2 separate regions of the Capsicum annuum genome follow, and region 2 is linked to region 1. Evidence: chromatin contacts called from public Hi-C data. All regions are on one chromosome and are shown on one strand. The core of a region is the stretch at or near the end of the contact, and the rest is flanking DNA. Distances in the headings are between cores, read along the strand shown.

Evidence for each region. A called contact is a pair of places that touch in the nucleus more often than the background predicts.
Region 2: a Hi-C map of placenta shows a contact between it and region 1, with 2.9 times the contacts expected there. The contact joins the promoter of LOC107878354 here to the promoter of LOC107878356 in region 1. A contact is called at or near these places in 3 of 5 Hi-C or Micro-C datasets (bud, leaf and placenta).

Annotation. Positions count from the first base shown.
Region 1 is chr7:206,361,255-206,367,613 of UCD10Xv1.1, reverse strand. It overlaps LOC107878356 (ADP,ATP carrier protein 1, mitochondrial), which reads left to right and starts at 4,764. Exons shown (of 4, transcript XM_016725311.2): 1 at 4,764-5,173. LOC107878355 (mitotic checkpoint serine/threonine-protein kinase BUB1) reads left to right here. Exons shown (of 14, transcript XM_016725310.2): 7 at 1,215-1,318; 8 at 1,411-1,482; 9 at 1,566-1,655; 10 at 1,739-1,896; 11 at 2,453-2,513; 12 at 2,592-2,726; 13 at 2,821-2,942; 14 at 3,138-3,608. The coding sequence ends at 3,327.
Region 2 is chr7:206,577,014-206,582,891 of UCD10Xv1.1, reverse strand. LOC107878354 (putative E3 ubiquitin-protein ligase RING1a) reads right to left here and starts at 2,211. Exons shown (of 10, transcript XM_016725309.2): 1 at 1,749-2,211; 2 at 1,557-1,596. The coding sequence starts at 2,010.

The DNA of each region.
Region 1 (6,359 bases), core at 3,515-6,014:
GACTCAACTTGGGGTTCATAATGGCAAGACGACTTTTGATGTCCTGAATTAACCATGGGGCGCTAATACCTAGATGCTTGCTTTGCTCCCATGCATACACTAGTATTTTATGCCTTGGTTTGTTTTCCACATACCCCTTAAATTATTTGCTCTACATGCTCCAGAAAATTTCAAATTTTTATATACCACCTAATTCAGACACATCATTAGTTTGTATTTGATATGCTGGATATTTCTCCATATTTTTCTTCCGTCTTTTCTTCCTTCACAAATTTTTGTGTGAGTAAAAGGTGTGCATAAATATTATTAAGCTTTTTAAGTGATGTGCTTTCTGGTATCTCCTAGAAAATAAAGAGAGGCAAAGTAGAGGAGTATTGTTGTTTCCTAGAGAAGACAAATGCTCATTCATCCTCAGAGAATTGCTGTAGATTGGTCGATGTTGCAATGCCAGTAGGGAGAGGCAGAGGCCTAAATCCTGAAAAGAGATTCCTGTAAATACATTTCCTCCTCTCATATCCTTATCTTGTTCTGACGTCATAAACATGGCCCAAGGAAATGATTCAGTAGGTCACTTGCTGAAAAAAATTTCCTTCATGTGGATAACTCTATGGCTTCTGATCTTTAAATTGGTTTTCACACCAGCAACCGAAGTAGTTATTGAGGGCTTAGGTCATAGGTGATATTTTCTACCAGTTAACTTAATTTGAAAATCGTTGCACGCCATCTCAATTAGCAGATTCATTAGAAACCTTTCTTGGAAGACTCAATTCATTAGATAAGCCTGGTACATAATCACTATAGGATCATTCCTGAAATTAACAAATAATGTTTGGGCACTTTGAAGCAAGTTGATCTTAGAAGACTAACCTCGTAGCTCACTTAGATCAATCAGGTCAAGCATTGACAAACCTGCCTTCCTTCTGTGAAACTCACTTTGTTGGATTGTTGGAAGCAGATGAGCCCGTGCAAGCATTAGAACATGCATTCTCGCAATCTACAGAGTCCTTATGGCTTGCTCCTGAAAAGAATAATCAAGCAATTGAAGAGTGACAGCATGTTGTACCCAAGAGTTACTTCTTGCAATTTCTGCCTTAAATTCAGGAAATGATACACTATGATAACAGTGAAATTTGAGGGCTTCAAGTGTCTAGGAGCATGAACTTGGTCTGCTGTTAGCTAATTGTTTCTGCGTCATGAACTTATGATCATTTCAGGTGGATACAGCTATCAGATCAAAGGCTGTGCAGGTCAGGGAGGATTTGCTCAAGTATTTAAAGCATGTTGTGATGGTAATCCAGATGAGGTTGTCGCACTTAAGGTGATATAGTAGTTTATGCTTGCTTCCCTTCATGAAAAAAACTGACACTGGAAGTGTCCTGAATGTTCTTTTTATCTTACTGATCTCTGCAGATCCAAAAGCCAGCTTTCCCTTGGGAATTCTACATTTATCGTCAGCTGGATATGCGAATTCCAGAGAAAGAAGTATGTAATATGGAGATTAGACTATATACTGGTGTTTGCTGTCTAGGAAAATGGTGTTGATTTGTTTCATTTTTATTCACCAGAGATTAAGCTTTGGGTATGCCCACAGATTGCATCTGTATTCTGACTACAGCATACTTGTTTCTGACTTCCTGGCTAATGGCACACTTCAGGTAGGTGCCTATTGTCCCTTCACCTTCAACTTGAATGATACGATTCCCTATCTATGCTTAGTCCTGACTTGAGCGCCTTGCAGGATGCAATCAATTCCAATGTTGTGCTTGGTGGGGCCATGGAAGAAGTGTTGAGTATTTATTACACCATTGAGATGCTCTGCATTTTAGAAACTTTGCATGATTCCCGGATTATTCATGGCGACTTCAAACCGGATAATCTTCTGATTCGTTATGCGAGGTAACTAAAGCCTTCATTTCAGTCATACAAACATGAAAGGCATTTACTCCTATTCTTACATGTTAATACTTGATCAATAGGGGGGAATAGTGAGTCATAGAGTTTCTGCATGTACATTTTCTATGGTTTTATCTCACTTTTTGGTTCTCTTATCCTTCTGAAAAAGGGTAATTGGTAGGATTTGTACTTTTTGTTTTTCATTGGAACATGATAAGAAGTCACATGCATTGGCATGAGTTTGCGAAATCTGTACTCGTAGGTTGCTTACAATTTCTCTCGCTCATACCTAGTGAGATCCCAGCGAAATCAATAGATTTTAAGGTGAGATTTCAATTTAATTTTATGAAATGGAGCAGAATATAGAGGATTTGTATGGCCAACTACAAATAGTATGGGTTTGAGGCATAGTAATATTTAAATCTGGAAAAACTTATTCTTTGGCTTTAGGAAATTGGACCTGATTTTAGGACAATTCAAAATATCATTTGAATTGTTGAACTGTGAAAATAGAGTAATTTATGGTCTCTGATGAAGTGTGTGGTATTGTGCCTTTCAGGGATGATCTGGAAGAAGACGTGGAAACTTTTCGTCTCCGTACTGGTCCTTGGAGGGAACAGGTAATTTTTTATTTTTTTTTCGTTTTGTGTTGGTAATATTTATGAACATTGGCAGACTATCACAGTTTTATTTTCCAGGGACTTAGCCTTGTCGACTGGGGACGGGGTATAGACCTGAGCCTCTTCCCTGACCAGACCGAGTTTATAGGAGACAGTCGAACTTCTGGTTTCCGCTGCATCCAAATGCAAGAAAAAAAGCCATGGAAGTATCAGGTAAGTGCCTTTCAAGATCTAGAAACTTTATTATCCAGATGATTAAACTGGTGCGAACTGGAACCTAGATATTGACATGTAATGGGGATACCAGGTGGATGCATATGGCCTCTGCGTTATTGTACACATGATGCTTCACAATTCATATATGGAGATTGAGAAAAGACCTTCTCCCCATGGTGGCCATCATTATCAACCTAAGTTACCTTTTAAGCGGTATGTCTTTGCTCCACTGCTTTGTTTCTGGCACATCTTGTGTCCACACTCATTAACATAATGCATGTTATTTTATGAACACTTGCATTGATGATTTGGCATATAGTATCAAGTCATTATGGTCCGGACGAAATAGCAAAATTCCAGTTGCTTGTTGGTATGTGATATGTTCCTTATTCTCCATTCTGCTTTCAGATACTGGAAAATTGAGCTCTGGAAGAACCTATTCACCAAGTTACTCAACATAGGCCACACTGAAGATCATAAGAACACGTTGAAGAGCCTGAGGGAGACATTCCAGGATTATATGTGCTCAAATCCTCAGCTGATCAAAAAGCTTAGGCAGTTACTGGCAAAGCAAAAAACTTCCTTATGTTCTTCATAGGGACGGTATGTAGAAGACCGAGCCCTGAAGCAGTTCAACGTATCAAAGCCTCATTGGTTTACAAAACTGTATACATTCATGTTCATATATCAACGTGTTGGGGGGACTGGACTACAAAGCTTAATGATTTTCATGAATATCCGTTAGAACTATGCTGCCCATTTTTGTTTTCACTCTTTTATCTCCATCTTTCCTAAATTATTTTTCAGGACAGATAGGCTTGTATTGTGTAATTTGTATCCAAAAACAACATATAATTGTTGTTCTGAGCATTTGAATTCCTTTACTTCTCTCAAATAATTGAGTGGTAAGTAAGTCACCACAAAATGAAATTTCACTTGGAACTTCTCCAATATTATGTTAATTTGTTTTCTGCTCCGTTTCTATCACGACTATGGAGTAGTATTCCTTATTGAATTATTCGTAACTTGGGACAACTCACACAGATACTTTCCCCGTTTAAATTCGGGATAAAGGTGAAATATCTCATGATTAAATTTGAGATAAAATATATATTGTACTATGTTTAGTAGATAGTATAAATTTATTCCATTCCATTTAGATTTATTTTATACCAACTACTGGATGGAATAAATTAGTCTAGACATTATAATGTTGGACTATAATCCAATCCATGTAAAAAGACTTCTAAAAGTTTTCATCTGTTTTGGGATGTAATTTGTATCAAATTAATTTTTCGTTAGCATGTTAATATCTTCTTTCAATAATCCTTAATATAGTACGTAAGCCTAAATCGAAATATAATTTAAACAATGTCAAGTTTGATATAAGTTTATAACATTCACCGATCTAGTTATCAAGGAAGTAAGTGACTTTAAATCACGAGATTTCAAGTTTAAAACTCAATGGAGATGAAATCACTAATTTCCTTCCCAAAAGTTCACGATTGATGCATGAGTTGCTTGATACCTCTATTGGTAGGATATAATAGGTACCTCGTAAACTTGAGAACTACGAAATTTCGATTCAAATCCCATAGAAATAAAAATAGATAATTTTATCCCATCTATCAAATCTCGATGTCAAGTGTATGTAAATTGACCGAAATGTACTCCTTCCATTGCATTTTATGTGTCTGTCATTTTCTCTTTAGTCCGTCCAAAAAATAATGTTATCTTTTCTCATTTGACAACTATTTAATGACATTATTTACATTTTATTCTTACTGGATCCCATTTAATAAGAAAGATAACTAAAATATAAACATTAAAGTAACTTTAAGAGGGATAATTTTATAAATTCAGTATTTATTTCTTAAACTTCATGTCCAATTAAATAATGACACATAAAATGAGACGGAGGGAGTAGTAATTATAAAAAAAAATGGTAATATAAAAATAGGAAAGCGACATTAGCATTGGATATAGTACTATATATGTTATGTTATATATATATATATATTGTTCATTACCCCTATTTTTTTTTATATATAACCGTGGTATTCGAGTCAGCTTACGCGCATTTCGACTAAAATTATCAAAACAGATGGGAAAGAAAACACCTAGTAAATTGAACCTAACACGTTGCTCATTCCAAGCTACAGTGCTCATTACCCCCACCTTATTCCTAGCCGCCACCATAATGGACTGTCCATGACTATGACTGTAGTTGAATGAAGCGCGAAAATGGCAGTTAGGATAATATCAACGGAACATCAGGGTCAGATGAGTCAATAGGTCTGGAAACCCTAATCCGCCGTACCTTCTAGAAGCTCGTGCCACTCGAATCTCGATTTCCTAAAATACACTCTGCTTCTTCCAAAACATAACTTACTACTTTCTCCTCTCCTCAGAGGTGGGAAACAAAACTTCTCGCCTTTTCTCAGGTATGGCATGAATTTTCACTCTCAGTACACGTAGTAACACCTTTACTCTGTGTGTGTAAATATTGCTTTATTTGAATTTTGGTTTACTTTAGTAGATCAGTTGGAAGTGAACAAGTTGATTTTGTGATTTAGTTTCGTTTGATTATTGAACGTTTTAGTATGAAATTGAGTTTTACTGTGTTGTTGTATGATTGACGGATTTCAGTTTCGCTTTGATATTGGTTGCTTGTTTAGTGGAGATCATTTCTCATCTCCTTTTTGGATTTGAGTTTGAATTTGGAAAAAACGAAAATATATTCGTTTCTATTCAGAAAAGTGGTAATTATCGTTGTTATTGGTATGGGTTTTCACTCTTCATACATGTAGAAACACCTTTACTGTGTGTAAATATTGTTTTATTTGAATTTCGTTTACTTTATTAATAGATCAGTTGAAAGTGAACAAGTTGATTTTGTGATTTGTTCCGTTTGATTAGTGATGTTTTAGTATGAAATTGTGTTTCACTGTGTTGTTGTATGATTGACGAATTTCAGTTTCCCTTTGGTAGTGGTTGCTTGTTTAGTTGAGATCATTTCTCATTTCCTTTTTCGATTTGAGTTTGATATTTTGGAAAAAAATGAAAATATTTTCGTTTCTATTGATATTATTGGTAAGTATTGTTGTTATTGGTATGGGTTTTCACTCTCCATACAATGTAGAAACACCTATACTGTGTAAATATTGCTATATGAACTGCGGATCACTTAATTTTGTTTGCTTGTCAACTTCACCGGATCAGTAAATCAGTGATTGTGAAGTTCATCTAGATAAGAATTGTATTAGATAAAGTTGATTTTGTGATTTATCGTTTAATTGTTGATGTATTAGTATGCGATTTTGTTTTACTGTGTTGTTGTATGATTGACGGATTTCAGTTTCCCTGTGATATTGGTTGCTTGTTTAGTGGAGATCATTCCTCATTTCCTTTTTCGATTTGAGTTTGAATTGGGAAAATGAAAATATATTCCTTTCCATCGATAATATTGGTAATATCGTTATTTGGTATGGGTTTTCACTGTCCATACATGTAAAAACACCTATACTATGTGTAAATATTGCTATATGAACTGTTGATCATTTAATTTTGTTTGCTTGTCAACTTCATCGGATCAGTAAATCAGTGATTGTGAAGGAGAAAATTTGGCTG
Region 2 (5,878 bases), core at 962-3,461, 220 kb before region 1:
CAGATCCAGAGACATATAATAGGATAACTATACTGACCTCTGGCAAATTGAGTGACTACCATTTTAAATAGATAACGGTCAACAGTGACATATGTCCCAAAAGAGGACAAATCTGAAGCACTACATAACTTTAAGCACAAATATAAAAAATAGAACATCCCATCCTAAATGGCTTTCAGCCCTTCACACAACAAAATCTGGCAAACTAAGTCAGGAAAAGGTTGACTATTCTAGTGTCTATGATTATATATACATGAAGTTCTAGGTAAGTTCAAGCTGAATATTTGAGGATAAACACAAAATTATGAGCATCAACGACCTTCTAGAACAACAGAAAAGTCCAAATTTTCAAAATAAAATTCTCTACACTCAGGATGCCCCCAGGAGTTATTTTACGCTGAAGTCAAGAACCTAATTTCATACATCAGAAACTGAAATATCACGTTGTGATGTATCTCATATTCAAATGACACAACCAAAAACATTACCATATCCACAAAATGGAAGTGTTTACAAAACTGCCAAATGAAACAGTGGGCGGATAGAGTGTTTGTGCAACTGGGTCAACAGAACCCAGTTTTTTGGACACAGAGTATCGATATATATGTGAAAAATCACTATATTTTCAACAAATAAGGAATTTGAACCCATATTTTGAAAAGTATAATGATTATAATGCTAAGAATCTTGAAGGTTGAACCCATCCTAGTTTTAATCTTCGATCCATCTCTAAAATAAGATAAAAGGGACAGCCGAGATTATATAGCTTATACTGTTAAGCTCATACTGCGATAGGATTAGACACCATTCAAGAAGTACAGAAGCTTACAACAACAACATACCCTGTGAATTCCCACAAAGTGGGGTCTGGCAGAAGTATAGAAGCTTGATTAAAAAAAAAAACATGCATGAGCTTGCATACATGCATGAGTGACACAATGTAGTTACATCCTTACAATCTTTAAGGTTGTATATTTCAAAGAAGTATGGCAAGAAGAAAATTTCTGGTTTACACCACTGCCTCCCTCTTTGGGCAAGTTCCATATATATAAATTGAGAATACAAGTAAATGTAAAACTAGAGCACCATGCGATGCAATGCATATCAAAAAAGGGTAAGACAGTAAGTCATAAAAATGGATGCTTCATAACTCAAAAAGCAATACCCCCTATAGCATTTCCAAATTCACAATCAATTAATCTACTTATAGAAAAAACTCCTCCGAAAAGTCCAGATATTAAAACTAACAATCGCATGCGGAAATGATCATTTACGCATTAAATCAAGCAACATGAGTGCATCAAAAACACGCCCAAAGTAAGTTTAAAAGTAGAAACTCAGCATCCATCAATCTTCCGTTGCTCAAAACAAGAACCATCAAATTCAACAAAACGAACAAAAGGGTCACAGATTTAGCTACCCAAATAGCATAAAAACAACATCTGAACTAACCCCACGAGATAAAAACATCGAAAACAGCAGTTAAAAAACACTAAATTAACCATGCAGATTAAAAAAAAAAAAAAAAGATCTTGAAGAATAAAGAGAATTATTACTCATCAAAGGCTTCTGGGTCAGTGCCACTTCCTTCAGAATCTGCAAACAATCAAACAAACAAACCCAAGAAAATCAATGCACGATACAAGCACACAAACATTCATAACAACACTAAAAGTAAAAAAAAGAAAATGCAGATGTAAACACAGATTTACAATTTGGGTATTAATATAAAGTGCTAAAAAGCTAACCATTATCAGAAGATTGATTATTCTCCACTTCTTGATCATCATCATCACCATCAACATCCTCTTCATCTTCTTCTTCCTCTTCTTCCTCCTCTTCAACTTCTTGTTCTTGTTCTTCCACAGCTCGCCGTGATTGTTTCCGGCGACGGTGGTGTTGCTGCTGCTCCTGCTCCTGCTCCTGCTCCGGGGAGTTATCATCCTCTCCGTTGTTGTTGTTATCATCATCATCTTGGTAATTCGATAGCAAGCGTTTCTGTGCTGGCATTTTTGGCTAAGCACCGCTTGTTTTTGCAGAAAAAGGTGAAGTTTTTTACTTTTTTACGAAAATTTTGTTGGCTTTATTTTGGTGTTTGGAAGTGAGAGAGTTGTAAATTTGATGAAAGCATAAGCTAAAGGGGTAGAGTGAAGAGAAGGAGAGAAAGAGAAGGCAAGAGAAGTAGACTTTTTTTTTTGCCTTTTTCTAACAAAGGGTAGTATGAGCGGAGTCGGAATTTGAAGCTTATCAATATATTTTACATTGATTGTCAAGAATAGTTTATGTTAATTGCCAAGTTTGTAGTTAAAGAGTCATGTATATTTGATTGGTTTTTGGATACAAACATAGAGTTTAAATTAAAGTTATTAGATTTATTTGATCCATATATATAATTTTGCTCCAAGATGAAGGTATTAAAAATATATGGTGAGTCAGAGTTTTTTGGTCTTTTGAACAATTTCGAAAGCAATTTTAATGTTTTGCAAAATTGAGAATATATTGCGTGTGTTAAAATGTGATACAGTGAGGATCAGATGAAATCTACGATCCAAATATTCTTTCCCCTTTTTTTACTAATTAGAAAATACGTCGTTTAAAACATATTGTGTTCACACAAAAAAATATGATCGTTTTTAATAATTTTTGGTGATAAATTTATTTGCTCATTAGAATCTTATGCCAATTAGATGATAGAGAAAAAGGTCAGTGATGAACAGAAGAGAAGAATAAGAGTAGTGTCCTTGAGATGATGAGAAATATTAAGCTACTTTTTTTTTTCTAATGAGGGTAGTAGAGAAGTTAAAATTTAAAATTTATGAGTTATGTTAATCACTGAATTTGTAGTTAAATATATATATTCTACCAATAAAGAAGTAAAAGTTTAATAATACTACTAATTTATCTTTTGTAGGTACTATTTTCATTTTTTCATTTTTTTTACTATTGATAGTACTACTAATTTGTCTTTTGTGGGTATTATTCTCCTACTTTCATTTTTATTTATTATTACTATTATTTCTATTTCCATTATATATACACACACACAATATATGTGCTCGTGCAAGGCACGGACATTTTGCAACACTAATGTGTAAAAGAGATTCAACTTTTGGGGAAGATTATTTCCTACTTGTTTTAATTGTTTAGTATAGGAGCAAAAGAAAACAAATATAGTACAATGAATCGATGTTAACATGATATATACATTCAGTGTGGAACAAAATTGAGCTTACTAAATTGGTCCAACCAATGCAAAAGTGATTATATAAGTGGATAAAAATGTAGCTAGATTGTTGCAACTACAGTTGGTGGCACATCTTTCGTTTGGACATTTCTGAAAAAGCACATGATGCATATCTCATTTGAAGGTTTTAAATATATAAGTTGAGGAGACATACGTTGATTTCAAAATATTTATTGCACTATAAAATTATCGAAATATCATTGATGGTCATTTAATAAGGAACAAAAAGATATTTATAAAAAATTACTACCATGATAATTCAATTACAAAGGTCTAAATAAAAATATTATTAAAATAATACATGAAGACAAAACTAATAAATATAAGAAAAAATATGTATGTGTAATCACTTTATTGCACCATAAAAATGAGGACAAAATTAATAAATATAAGGAAAAAGCAATATGCATATGTAACCATTTTATTGCACCATAAAATTACCGAAATACCCTTGAAGTATAAAAATCAAGTAATTTAATAAGGAACAAAAAGATATTTATAAAAAAATACTACCATGTATAATTAAATTACAAAGGTCTAAATAAAAATATTATTTAAATAATACATGAGGACAAAATGAATAAATATAAGAAAAAAATGATATGCATGTGTAACTATTTTATTGCACCATAAAAATGAGGACAAAACTAATAAATATAAGAAAAAAGCAATATGCATGTATTATTGCACCATAAAATTATCGAAATACCCTTGGTAGCCATTTAATAAGGAACAAAAAGATATTTATAAAAAAATACTACCATGTATAATTTAATTACAAAGGTCTAAATAAAAATATTATTACAATAATACATGAGGATAAAACTAATAAATATAAGGAAAAAACAATATGCATGTGTAACCATTTTATTGTACCACAAAAATGATGACAAAAATAATAAATATAAGAAAAAATCATATGCACGTGTAACCATTTTATTTACTACTTCCTTCGTTTCATTTTAGTTGGCTCTCTTTCTAAAAATATTTGTTTCAATTTAGTTATTCCATTGATAAAGTCAAGAGAATTTTAATATGTTCTTTCAATAATACCCTTATCATTAAATTACTAAACAAGTTGTATATATTCAAATTTATATTTTCAAAGCATAATTAATAAGACTAATTTAGTAAAATAGACTCCTAATAAATATTTTTCTTAATGGACGTGTCAAGTCTATAGGGGTCAACTAATATGAAACAAAGGGAGTACTATATATAAGTGAAGGTTGGGATGACTAAAATTACCAAAATATCCTTGGTAGTCACCCCAACCTTCACTTATATATAGTAGTAATATAATAATAGTAATAGTAATAGTAATAATAATAATAATAATAATAATAATAATAATAATAATAATAATAATAGTAATAGTAATAAAAAATCATTATAATTACTTACATATTGGTATGGTTCAGATTGCTTTTAAACCTTTAACCCTTAAAGGGTTACTAGAAACATTTTTTGTGGCTCTTAGAGATGCTAGAAATTTAAATTTTCGACAATCTCTGATGGGTTCGATTGAATCTACTGTGGCCATGGTCCGATGTATTTTAATACTCAATTAAATTTGCAGTTATCACTGTCTGATGTTAATATACTTGATGCTTTAACCTTAAATGTTAAAACGCATGGTTATAATTATGCACCCGGTTTTGAACTTATATGTTTATCATATAGAATTTATTATAAATTATTGTCCACATTGAATCCAAGATGTAAATTATATGATACATCGGATCAGACTATTTTGGTAGAAATCAAATTCGCAAAGTCTAAAGTCACCATTAGAAGATTTATCAAGTGGGATGAAATTAATTTTCCAGCTACTTGGACCCTAAATTCGGTTATTTCTCTGAGTCGGATTACTAATAATCTAACTTATAGCGACTTTTCGTATATTACTCAAAATTTGAATGGTAGAATTTGTATTCAATTTGATGATCAGTCTGCGACATTCTTTTTCTTCTCAGCCTAAATTATTACCCATTGTACATCATATTTCTCCTATATAGCCATTATATGGTCCAGCTAGAAATCGTGCAGCTTCTTTACGTACTATTGATACTACTTCTTCAAGATTTGTTGCAAAGGTAAAAATCGATCCTCAAATGAATGTTGTTTAAGATAATGATAATATATTTGATAGAGATATCCCAACTGCTTCTGAAATGAACTTCGATCCTAACGAGACTTAATGATTCCTCACCAAATCAATTTTAGTCCAGGATCCCTGGCAAGAAATTATATTAAAAAAAAATTCATGATAAATGAAATCAATTTAGAACTTGATTTTTTGAGACTTATAGTCCAGAAGAGTTAAACAATATTTCTCAAGAATTTTATGAAATGTGTGCACTGTATAATTAATTTATGTATTTTATTCCCTAATTTATAACCACTTATTTACCTTTATACATAAAGGTTTTACAGAAATTTTATAAAGATGACAGTGGGTAATATTGTTAAAGCTATTTACCTTCCTCAAGCACCTTTTGTTCTACCCAATAATACACGTATTACTTTTTCTGCATTTCAGAAATTTATTGAAAACGAAGTTGCAAAAGTAAGCATTACAAAAATTAACAATTTGATTTCCAATTATTTGAGCTTATATGATGAAGTTTTGGG